Regions from separate parts of the Mus musculus genome. Here region 1 is linked to region 2. A link is a contact called in public Hi-C data. All regions are on one chromosome and are shown on one strand. Each heading gives the region's core, a stretch centred on a gene start, on an enhancer-like site or on the middle of the called end of the contact. The rest is flanking DNA. Distances are from core to core; before and after follow the strand shown.

The links. Hi-C and Micro-C count contacts between places; a contact is called where the count stands out from the background.
Region 1: a contact with region 2 is called in a Hi-C map of rod photoreceptor, with 4 times the contacts expected there. The contact joins two enhancer-like sites. A contact is called at or near these places in 1 of 39 promoter capture datasets (the HPC-7 cell line), 11 of 484 Hi-C or Micro-C datasets (the 63-12 cell line, B cells, Th1 cells and 3 more) and 1 of 9 other capture datasets (embryonic stem cells).

Annotation. Positions count from the first base shown.
Region 1 is chr17:66,220,001-66,224,482 of GRCm38.p6, forward strand. No RefSeq gene overlaps it. Among named protein-coding and RNA genes, the nearest start is that of Gm20742, 30 kb to the left of the region's middle. Within about 2 kb of position 1,466, at least 4 of the 459 cell types and tissues checked have an H3K27ac peak or open chromatin away from gene starts, as enhancers often do. A contact at or near this core is called in rod photoreceptor, where this site is marked.
Region 2 is chr17:65,934,522-65,939,246 of GRCm38.p6, forward strand. Twsg1 (twisted gastrulation BMP signaling modulator 1) reads right to left here. Exons shown (of 5, transcript NM_023053.3): 3 at 3,280-3,379. Among named protein-coding and RNA genes, the nearest start is that of Twsg1, 14 kb to the right of the region's middle. Within about 2 kb of position 2,015, at least 16 of the 459 cell types and tissues checked have an H3K27ac peak or open chromatin away from gene starts, as enhancers often do. A contact at or near this core is called in rod photoreceptor, where this site is marked.

The DNA.
Region 1 (4,482 bases), core at 216-2,715, 280 kb after region 2:
TGCAATTCCTTAAAGGTAACTCCGTAAACACTCTGTGTTAGAACCCTCACCTACCTGTGACGGCCTCTGCAAATGACGGATTTTGTTGTCACCTGCTTTACACAGACATCAGAAATGAAAAGTGAAGAAGTGCAAGGAAAAAAAAAAAAAAAAAAACCTAACCAGTGTGCTACCCGGCCACAGCTCATCGCTTGACTGTGAGCCACGTGCTGTCTCGAGAATGTGGAGTGCTGCTTTGCAGACAGCAGAAGTGCTTTCACGCGCTTTCACGGTCGGAATAACAAATAGCTTGGTGTTCCTTCCAGTTTTAGAAGGATAGTTAATTATTATGTAGAGACACGTTTTTTTTTTTTTTTTTTTTTTAAAAAAAGGACTCAAATCTACAACTATTGTCTCTAAACCCAACATTAAGTCCTGAGCAAAAAAAAAAAAAAAAAAAAAAAAAAAAAAAAGCATTTGACTGTCTGGGACTCAACTCTCCTGTTAGCGGTGACTCTGTGGATGTGCCAAGCCTGCGCTTCCCCAATCTATAGCAGAACACTTTTGGTTTCATGTTTGTCAAACTAATAATGTGTTTGCAAAATTCATGTGATGTAGAAATATCAGCAGGAAATAAAAACAGGACCAAGGGCCTCTCCTCCCATTGATACCAGACAAGGTCATCCTCTGCAACATATGCGGCTGGAGCCATGAATCCCACCATGTGTACTCTTTGGTTGGTGGTTTAGTTCCTGGGAGTTTCTGGGGGGGTGGGATATTCTGTTTGGTTAATATTGTTCTTCCTATGAGGTGGCAAACCCCTTCAGCTCCTTCAGTTCTTCTCCTAACTCTTCCACTAGGGTCCCCTGGCTCAGTCCAGTGGTTGGCTGTGAGTATCTGCATCTGTATTGGTCAGGTGCTGGCAAAGCCTCTCAGGGGACAGCCATACCAGATCTCTGTCGGCAAGCACTTCTTGGCATCGGCAATAGTGTCTGCGGGTGGGCTGGATGCCTAGGTGGGGCAGTCTCTGGATGGCCTTTTCTTTCCTTCAGTCTCTGCTTCATTTTTGTTGTTGTTGTTTCTGCATTTCGTTTAGACGGGAGCAATTCTGGGTTAACGTTTTTGAGATGGGTGGGTGGCCCCATCCGTCAACAGGGGGCCATGTCTATCTACTGGAGATGGTCTCTACAGGTTCTCTCTCCCCTTTGTTGGGTATTTCAGCTAATGTCATTCCTGTTGGGTCCTGGGAACCTCTTGCTTCCCTGGCATCTGGGACTTTGTAGTGGCTCTCCCCAGTTCCCAATCCCTCACTGCTACATATTTCTGTTCAATTTCCTCACCCTCTGTACTTCTTTCCTGTCTCTTCCCGTACCTGATCCTACTGCCCCTCCCGTTTTCCTTCCCCTTCTCTCACTCACATCTCTTCTGTCCCTGGGCAGCCAGCTCCACGTTGTTCTCACTCCTGCCCTAGGCTGCCATCTAGCGGATGTTTGTCGACTGTTTCTTGGTGAATCCTCATGTCTCTGATATGGTGGCATAAACTCATGAGCGGTGTTGTGTCTGTCATTGGAGACACAGAGGCCGTTTTCATGATGTCTCCCCTACCATTGTGAATGCGTTCAGTGAAGCAAGCCCAGGTCTCCATCCTATTTGCTCAGCCTGGCAGGGAACATAAGCAGAGCTTGTAGACAGCATGTCTTCCTGGCAATCATTTACAGTTCATAAGGATGGTAATTCTCCACTGATTAGCCACCTATAGTTAATTAATTCTCTTTTCGGGGCTGAAGAGATGGCTCAGCGGTTAAGAGCACTGACTGCTCTTCCAGAGGTCCTGAGTTCAATTCCTAGCAAACACATGATGGTTCACAACCATCTGTAATGAGATGTTTGCCTGTGAGTACCTGCATCTGTATTGATCAGGTGCTGGCATCAGCAATAGTGTCTGGGCATCGATAATGCCCTCTCCTGGTGTGTGTGTGAAGACAGCTACAGTGTACTTACATATAATAATAAATAAATCTTTGGGCTGGAGTGAGTGGGGCCAGAGTGAGCAGAGGTCCTGAGTTCAATTCTCAGCAACCACATGATGGCTCACAACCATTTTTACAGCTACTGATACATAAAATAAATCAATAAATCTTTTTTAAAAAAGAAGTCTCTTTTCTCCCTCTTTCCTTCTGTCTTTCCTACCGCCTCCACAAGTCTTTAATATAATCTTTGGATCCTCTCTTGCGGATTTTAAGGCAAAACCCACCCACATTCAGTCCCTGACTGTACAAGGGATATGATGGTAGATTCTGAAATCAATGGGTTGTGAGAAGCATCCAGGACAGACAGATGAGAGGGAAAGAAGTGATCTATTTTAATGCCCTACCTCCACTCTGCTTTCGATTGCATGATCCCAACTACATGATATTGGACACAGTCAAACCCAGAGAAGCAGAGAAAGAATAAGGCCAGAGCCCGTGGGAAGGGAGGGGAAGATAGGGACCTCGGTGACTATAAAGGCCCAGTTAGGTGAGTGTCGTAGTCAGGGTTACTATCTCTGTGATGAAACACCATGGCCAAAAGCAGCTTGGGGAGGGAAGGGTTATCACTGTTCAGCGTTGAAGCATCAGGACTGCTCAGCCCAGAGGTAGCACCACCAACCACCATGAATTGGGCCCTCCCAATCAATCATTCATTAAGAAAATGCCCTATATTCTTGCATACGGCCTGATCTGATGGAGGCATTTTATCAACTGAGGGTCCCTCCTCTCCAACGGCTCGAAGATTAAGATTAAGATTATCATCTTATGTCACAGCATCTCATATGTGGGTGTGCTCAGAGCTCCTGGGCCATCCCTGCAGAGACCCAGAGATGGCTCTGCCACAGAACCCAGAGCTCCTTAGTTATTATGCTTGGCAGTACCAGTGCCTGTGTGGGCATGAGTGTCTTCCTGTGGGTCTCAAAGTATGTTACAGGACTTTCCTGAAAAACCAACGTCATCTTCCGGTGTTTGTTTGAAGTGAGTTTATCTCAGTTTATTCTTTTCCTACAGAAAACAAGTATGTACAGGCCTTTCGTGCCTCCTTTTGGATGAAGGCTCGTCTTCCTCAGGGTTCACCATACCACAGGGCTAGGGATATAACTCCACTGTAGACTACTTTCCTGGTATGCATGAAACCCAGGGTTCTATCCTCAGTAGTAAAATAAAGACCTACAGGGATGAGCAAAATGACATCTGTGGAACCACCGAGTCTCTAAGGTCATGGCTGAAGATAAATTCCCAGGCTCAAACTGGTTTTGAAAGGCTGGGGCCCATAAACTGAGGTCACCGTTGCAGGAAGCCAGCGTTCTGAGCGTTGCAGAACACATCAGACCTTGTCACCGGCTCACCCCCCCATCCAAAACCCACCAGTTACAGAAAGAGATGGCAGACATTTTATTTAAGGGAAACAGCCAACTTCCCCTCTGTGTTCCTAACGAGCTTCCCTTCTCCCTTCCCTATCCTTAGCTACAAAGATCCCAGCTTGAGATAGATAAATTGCATTCTCTTGAAGCCTGGCCACTGAGTGACTGGGTCCTGGGCCCCGATTATGGAGGGCCAGAATTCGAGGCACCATCTCTCTGGCATTAAGTAAAGCCTGCTCTAGCAGTTGGAAGTCATCTGAATTTTTATCTCTTATTTCCTCCTACAAACTTAATTCTTCCCTGTCTTGCCGTTTCTATGTGAGTATGTGCGCCATGCAGCCTCGGTGTCAACACTTGGCACTGAGCGCGCTGTGGCGCCACAGAAACACCACAGCGCTGCTTCGCTCCCGTTGCCCATTATGCGCTGCAGGATTTTTTTAAACCGTACTCACAAAAAGTTGTCTGTTCTTATTCAGAATTGATGGTTGAGTCCAGGGGGAAAACAAAGACCCCTGATATTTTCTTATTTATCATCACAAAAGGATCAAAGGGACAAAGGCCACGTGGGAAGGGAAGGAGACAGAAGGAAAGTGGACGGGAGGGACTCAAATGACAATCAACCTGTACAGCTGTGATCCCAGAGTTGGGAGGAAGACAAGGAGAGAGCATCAAAAGCCCAAGGTCACTCTTAACTCAGATCAGCCAGTCGGGGTTACGTGTGACTCTATCTCAGAAAATGATAATAAGAAAAAAATAAGTGTGCTTTCTAGCAATGAAGTTATTCAACAGTGATGTCAGCTACCTTCCCACCTTCAGAAATATTCAAGCATCAGATGAGTGACTTGTGGCTAGTAGAAGGTGCTTGCCAACTTGACACAAGCTAGAGTCACCAGAGAGGAGGGAAGCCTCGGCTGAGAAAATGTCTCCCTCAGATCGGGCTGTGGGCAAGCCTGTGGGGCATTTTCTCAATTAGTGATTGAGGTGGATAGGAAGGGGGAAGCCCACTGTCGTGCTGCTCCTGGGCAGGTGGTCCCGGGTTCTATAAGAAAGTAGGCTAAGCAGGATGGGGAACCAACCAATAAGCAGCATCCTCCATGGCCTCTGCACCA
Region 2 (4,725 bases), core at 765-3,264:
TGAACTGCAGATTTTCAGACAACACAGGCGGGAGTTGCTCTAAAGAACCTTTCTAAACAGGTCCACCTCCCCTGTATCTTTTCTTTCCCACTACCTCTGGTGGGTGGTGGGCTAACAGGGAGGTTGAAGCATTTAAGAACCATCATTAAAAATAAGGTTTGAAAAACCTAAAGTTATACTATGATTTCTCTACACTCTGCTCTCAAGAAGTCTTTTAAGACTATTGTGTAAACAGTCTTTATCTCAGGATTTGAAAATTCAATGGGTATAGTAAAAAAATTCTGTAAAATCTGTAGCAAAATTTGGCTTAAACCTTTTAACAAAAAGGTTTATACTTCAAAACCTATTTATAGGTAATTTTAATTTGCTACAACATAACTCTATATGTGATATAACTTTTGTTTAGGATATATTGTAAATGTAACTTGGTGTTTTAGGGTTTTACTGCTGTGAATAGACATCATGACCAAGGCAAGTCTTATAAAGGACAACATTTAATTGGGGCTGGCTTACAGGTTCAGAGGTTCAGTCCAGTATCATCAAGGTGGGAACATGGCAGTATCCAGGCAGGCATGGTGCAGGAGGAGCTGAGAGTTCTACATCTTCATGTGAAGGCTGCTGGTGGAAGACTAACTTACAGGAAGCTAGGGTGAGGGTCTTAAAGGCCACACTCACAGTGACACTTCTACTCCAACAGGGCCACAGCTTCTAATAGTGCCACTACCTGGGCTGAGTGCGTACAAACCGTAACACTTGGATTCAACTCTTGTTTAAACTGAGTCATATAAAAAGTTCTGATATTCTATAATGATGCACTATAAAGGGATAAAGTTCCCAGTCTCTATTAACTAAATTTATAGTTTAAAGTTTTATTTTGGTTCTAAAGGCTCTTCAATTAAATCTTTAACTCAAAAATTTAAGGCTTAAACTTAACAGGCATAAAGCTGTAAAATCCTAATCTCATAAAAGCTTGTAAACTGTTAGATAATTAAGACATGTAAGTTAATGGTCAGTTAGCTTACTGACCTCATAAAGGATTCATGCTCTTTAATGCTCTCAGAGATATGCTTACAGCCATGTGTCATGGCTTAAATATGCTTGGCCCAGGGACTGGCACCATTAGGAGGTGTGGCCTTGTTGGAGAAAGTATGTCACTGTGAGGGTGGGCAATGAGACCTTCCTCCTAAGCACGTGGGAGCCAGTCTTGGTCATGGTGTCTGTTCACAGCAGTAAAACCCTACCTAAGACACCATGCTAAGTACAGTTGTAATTCATTCACAATGATGAGTTTTATTTAGCCTCCTGTATGTGTTTTCAAGTTAAGCCATGAAAAAAAGTTACTTGTTTTAAGAAGTAACTAAAAACAAGTAAAGTTTCTTTAACTCTGGTATACTTAATAGATTATGTTCCTCAAAGTTTTCAGAGATCTGGTGGGGATAGCATTTAAAATATTTAATGAAAAAGCTTCTATACTAGACAGAAACGCCAGCTCCTAGCAGCAGCAACTGTAAGGTCTCCGAAGAAGACAGACAGGGCGCCGAGGACTCCACCTGGATTGTGGAAAGGCTAAGCACTTGGGAAAACTGCCCATGCCTCACTGGCCACCAGGGCTCAGCCCTGAGGGTAGACTGCCTTTCATCTTCTGCCTGGTCAGAGTGAGCTAGTTTCCCTAAATCCTCTTCTACATAAAAACCTCTCAGACACTCTGGGCCTGGCAAAGGCCAGAGCTGCTCTGTGCTACAGCTAAAGATTTAATGCTGCCTTGTTTGATAGCCAAAGAAGGACCACTGCCCCCCAGAGAAGCCACTCAGACCATGGGCGCCTAGGGTAACTGCCCAGGTAGCATTACATGTCTAGCACTTTAAAACAGGTCATTTGGATTATAGCACCTGCTAAGGGTCAGCCTCAGAGCTCTGAGGATGTTGGTGGCTAGGCTCCAGTAGCTTTGTCAAACAGCAGCAGTCACACCAGCAACTTCCCCAAGACTGCAGCTGCCCTGTTAGGTCACTGAATCAGGCCTCAGGCCTCATTTTCCTAGAGCTACTAGGTCTCCTGCTGAGAAAAGCTGACACAATTTACCCTGCTGGCAGACCTCACTCCAAAGGAGATAGTCACTAAATGAGTTTAAAAAGTTTTCAGATTTCATTCTCTCTCTGCCATTGTTAGACTTCGAGAGTTCAGGGTTTTATAATCAATGGAGTTCTGATAAGCTATTAATCTAGCCCTGGTAGTCTCAGAAACCTGGGACAAATGGCTAACTGAGGTACCTATTAACATATCAAGACAGATGCTGGCCAGGTCTCCCAGCATCCCTCAGTACCCGTGACTCCTCCCAGAACTCCTCACCTTACCCTAACCCTCTTCCTCCCAGGGGCTGATCTTCCTGCAATCTTTACTGAAAGAATGTGTTGGACTGTACGATGGAAACAAGCAGGGTCTCTGAGTGGACATCAGAGAGAGGAAAGTTAGTGCTGGGGAAGGGTCAGTGGGTCATAGGGTCTGGACTCCATTCCCAGCACCACAGGGCAGCTCACAACTGTCTCCAACTGCAGGGATCCAGCAGCCCCTTCTGGCCTCCACGGGCCTTGCACCCAATGTGCAACAACATACACACAGGCACCCATACACATAAAGCAAAAATAAATGTTAGAAACATCAAGAGCAAAGGAGAAAGCAGTCCTCTCTCTTCCCCTCCCTCCCACCTTGTCCCCTTTGGTAGTGTAGTCTCACTAGGGCCTCACACATGGCTGAAACCGTGCTCTACCACCGAGAGCCCTTTGTCATGCTTTTTTTCTTTCTTTTTCTTGTTTTGTTAATTTAATTATTTGTTTTATTTTGAGTCAGGTAGGCATTAAAGTCATTCTGTGAGCACATGCATGCCTAGAATTTGTGATCCTCCTGCCTCAGTCTCCTGAATAGCTGGGATTACAGGCCTCCTGCCACCCAGCCTGGCGGCTGAGAAACTCTTGTTGCAGGGAGTTGGGAAGAAAGACAAAATATATACGAAGGTACATATAACTGAGGCAGAAGACAAAGGCTGTGTTCTTACTGGAGTCCTCTCAGAGGATGTACCTCACCTGTGAAAAGTGTGGGGACAGCTTCAACCTAAAAGGAAGGGCAGCCCCAGGACTGCAAAGGTCTATAAGGGAACCTGACAGAAGGTAACAACAGTGTGTGTGTGTGTGTGTGTGTGTGTGTGTGCACGCGTGCGCCCCCTGCATCATTTAGTCAAGGATCCTATTCTGTGACTTAGAAGCTGGCCCTGGCCTGTGGACTCACCGACACAGTCGCAGCACTCGTCCCACAGGGCCCCGAGGCACAGCATGCACTCCTTACAGCAGGGGCAGTTCCCTTCTCCAGGCCGGCACTGGCAGAGCTCCTAAGAACAGGGCAGATTTTAAAGCCAAACCCCAAACAACTGCAACCAAAACTCTGAGCAAAAAATAACCGCAGCATTTTCATTTATAAACATTCATTCCTGATAGACTTTTTATTCAACAACATCATTTCCAGGAACAAAACTACCATCAGTGGTTGAGAGCAGAGAGCACTGGCTAGTCTAGAGGACCAAGACAGGTCCCCAGCATCCGCTCGGCAAGCAGCTCACATCCATCTGCAACTCCAGTTAAAGGGGATCTGGCACGCTCTTCTAGCCTACACACACACACACACACACACACACACACACACACACACTCACACACACACACACACACACACTCACACACACACACACACAGACACAACACATAGTACACATACATACATGCATACATACAGGTAAAATATAACCATAAACATTTTTTTCCAAAACAAAATACCAATATCTTTTTAAAATTGTTAGTTTGGATCCTACTGGAATTTATATAACGTCCCCACCCCCCACCCAGAGGCTGATCTAAGTGAATTACAATTCAATTTCAAGGCCAGCCTGGCTACATAGCAAGACTTTGTCTAAAACAAACAGAAATGCATCCAATAGCAAGAGCCAGTGATGTCGCTTCGTAAGTAAAGCACTTACCCAGCAAGCAAGGTCTTGGGTTCACTGGCCAACACTCCAAACCCAAAATTACTATGTGAGGGCTAATGGTACAGACAACCCAATAGTGGTGTGTTTGCCCAGGTCATGCAAGGTGTGCCATTCTATCTGTGGCCCCACATTCACAATTTCATTTATTAATCTATGATACACTGAAGCACTGTGCTTTCATAATTATTTACAGGCATGGTGTTTTCCCTCTTTGCACTGAAACTCCACGACCACTCCCATTATGGGGCAGAGGCTTTACGGTGAAGAGACCTGGGCAAGGATGGTGGACAAGAAGCAGCCTCCATGTAATACAGTGAATGAGAAAAGTCAGGATAAGAGAACGGACAACTTCAAACAAAGTCAGAAAGCACCATAAATAAAGGGGACGAGATTAGCACAATGGGTTAGCACTCAAGAGGAGAGCTGGCCAGTCTCTCGCTCTCCAAGCCTTAGGAACTGTAGCCAGAACCAGCTTGAGAATGTTGCAGACTGAGCTATCCCAAGTCCAGTCAAGTCAGGTAGCCAAGGGTCAACCTGCCCCAAGGGTGACCAGCAGCTACAGGAAGCAGCTGCAGATGACAAGGGCCAGCAGGCACCTGAGGAGTGCAGGTGGCACGGCTGGGCACTGGAGGATACTCTAGTAAGTTGTCCTCTGGCTTCGCACAGGCAGTGTGTGTGTGTGTGTGTGTGTGTGT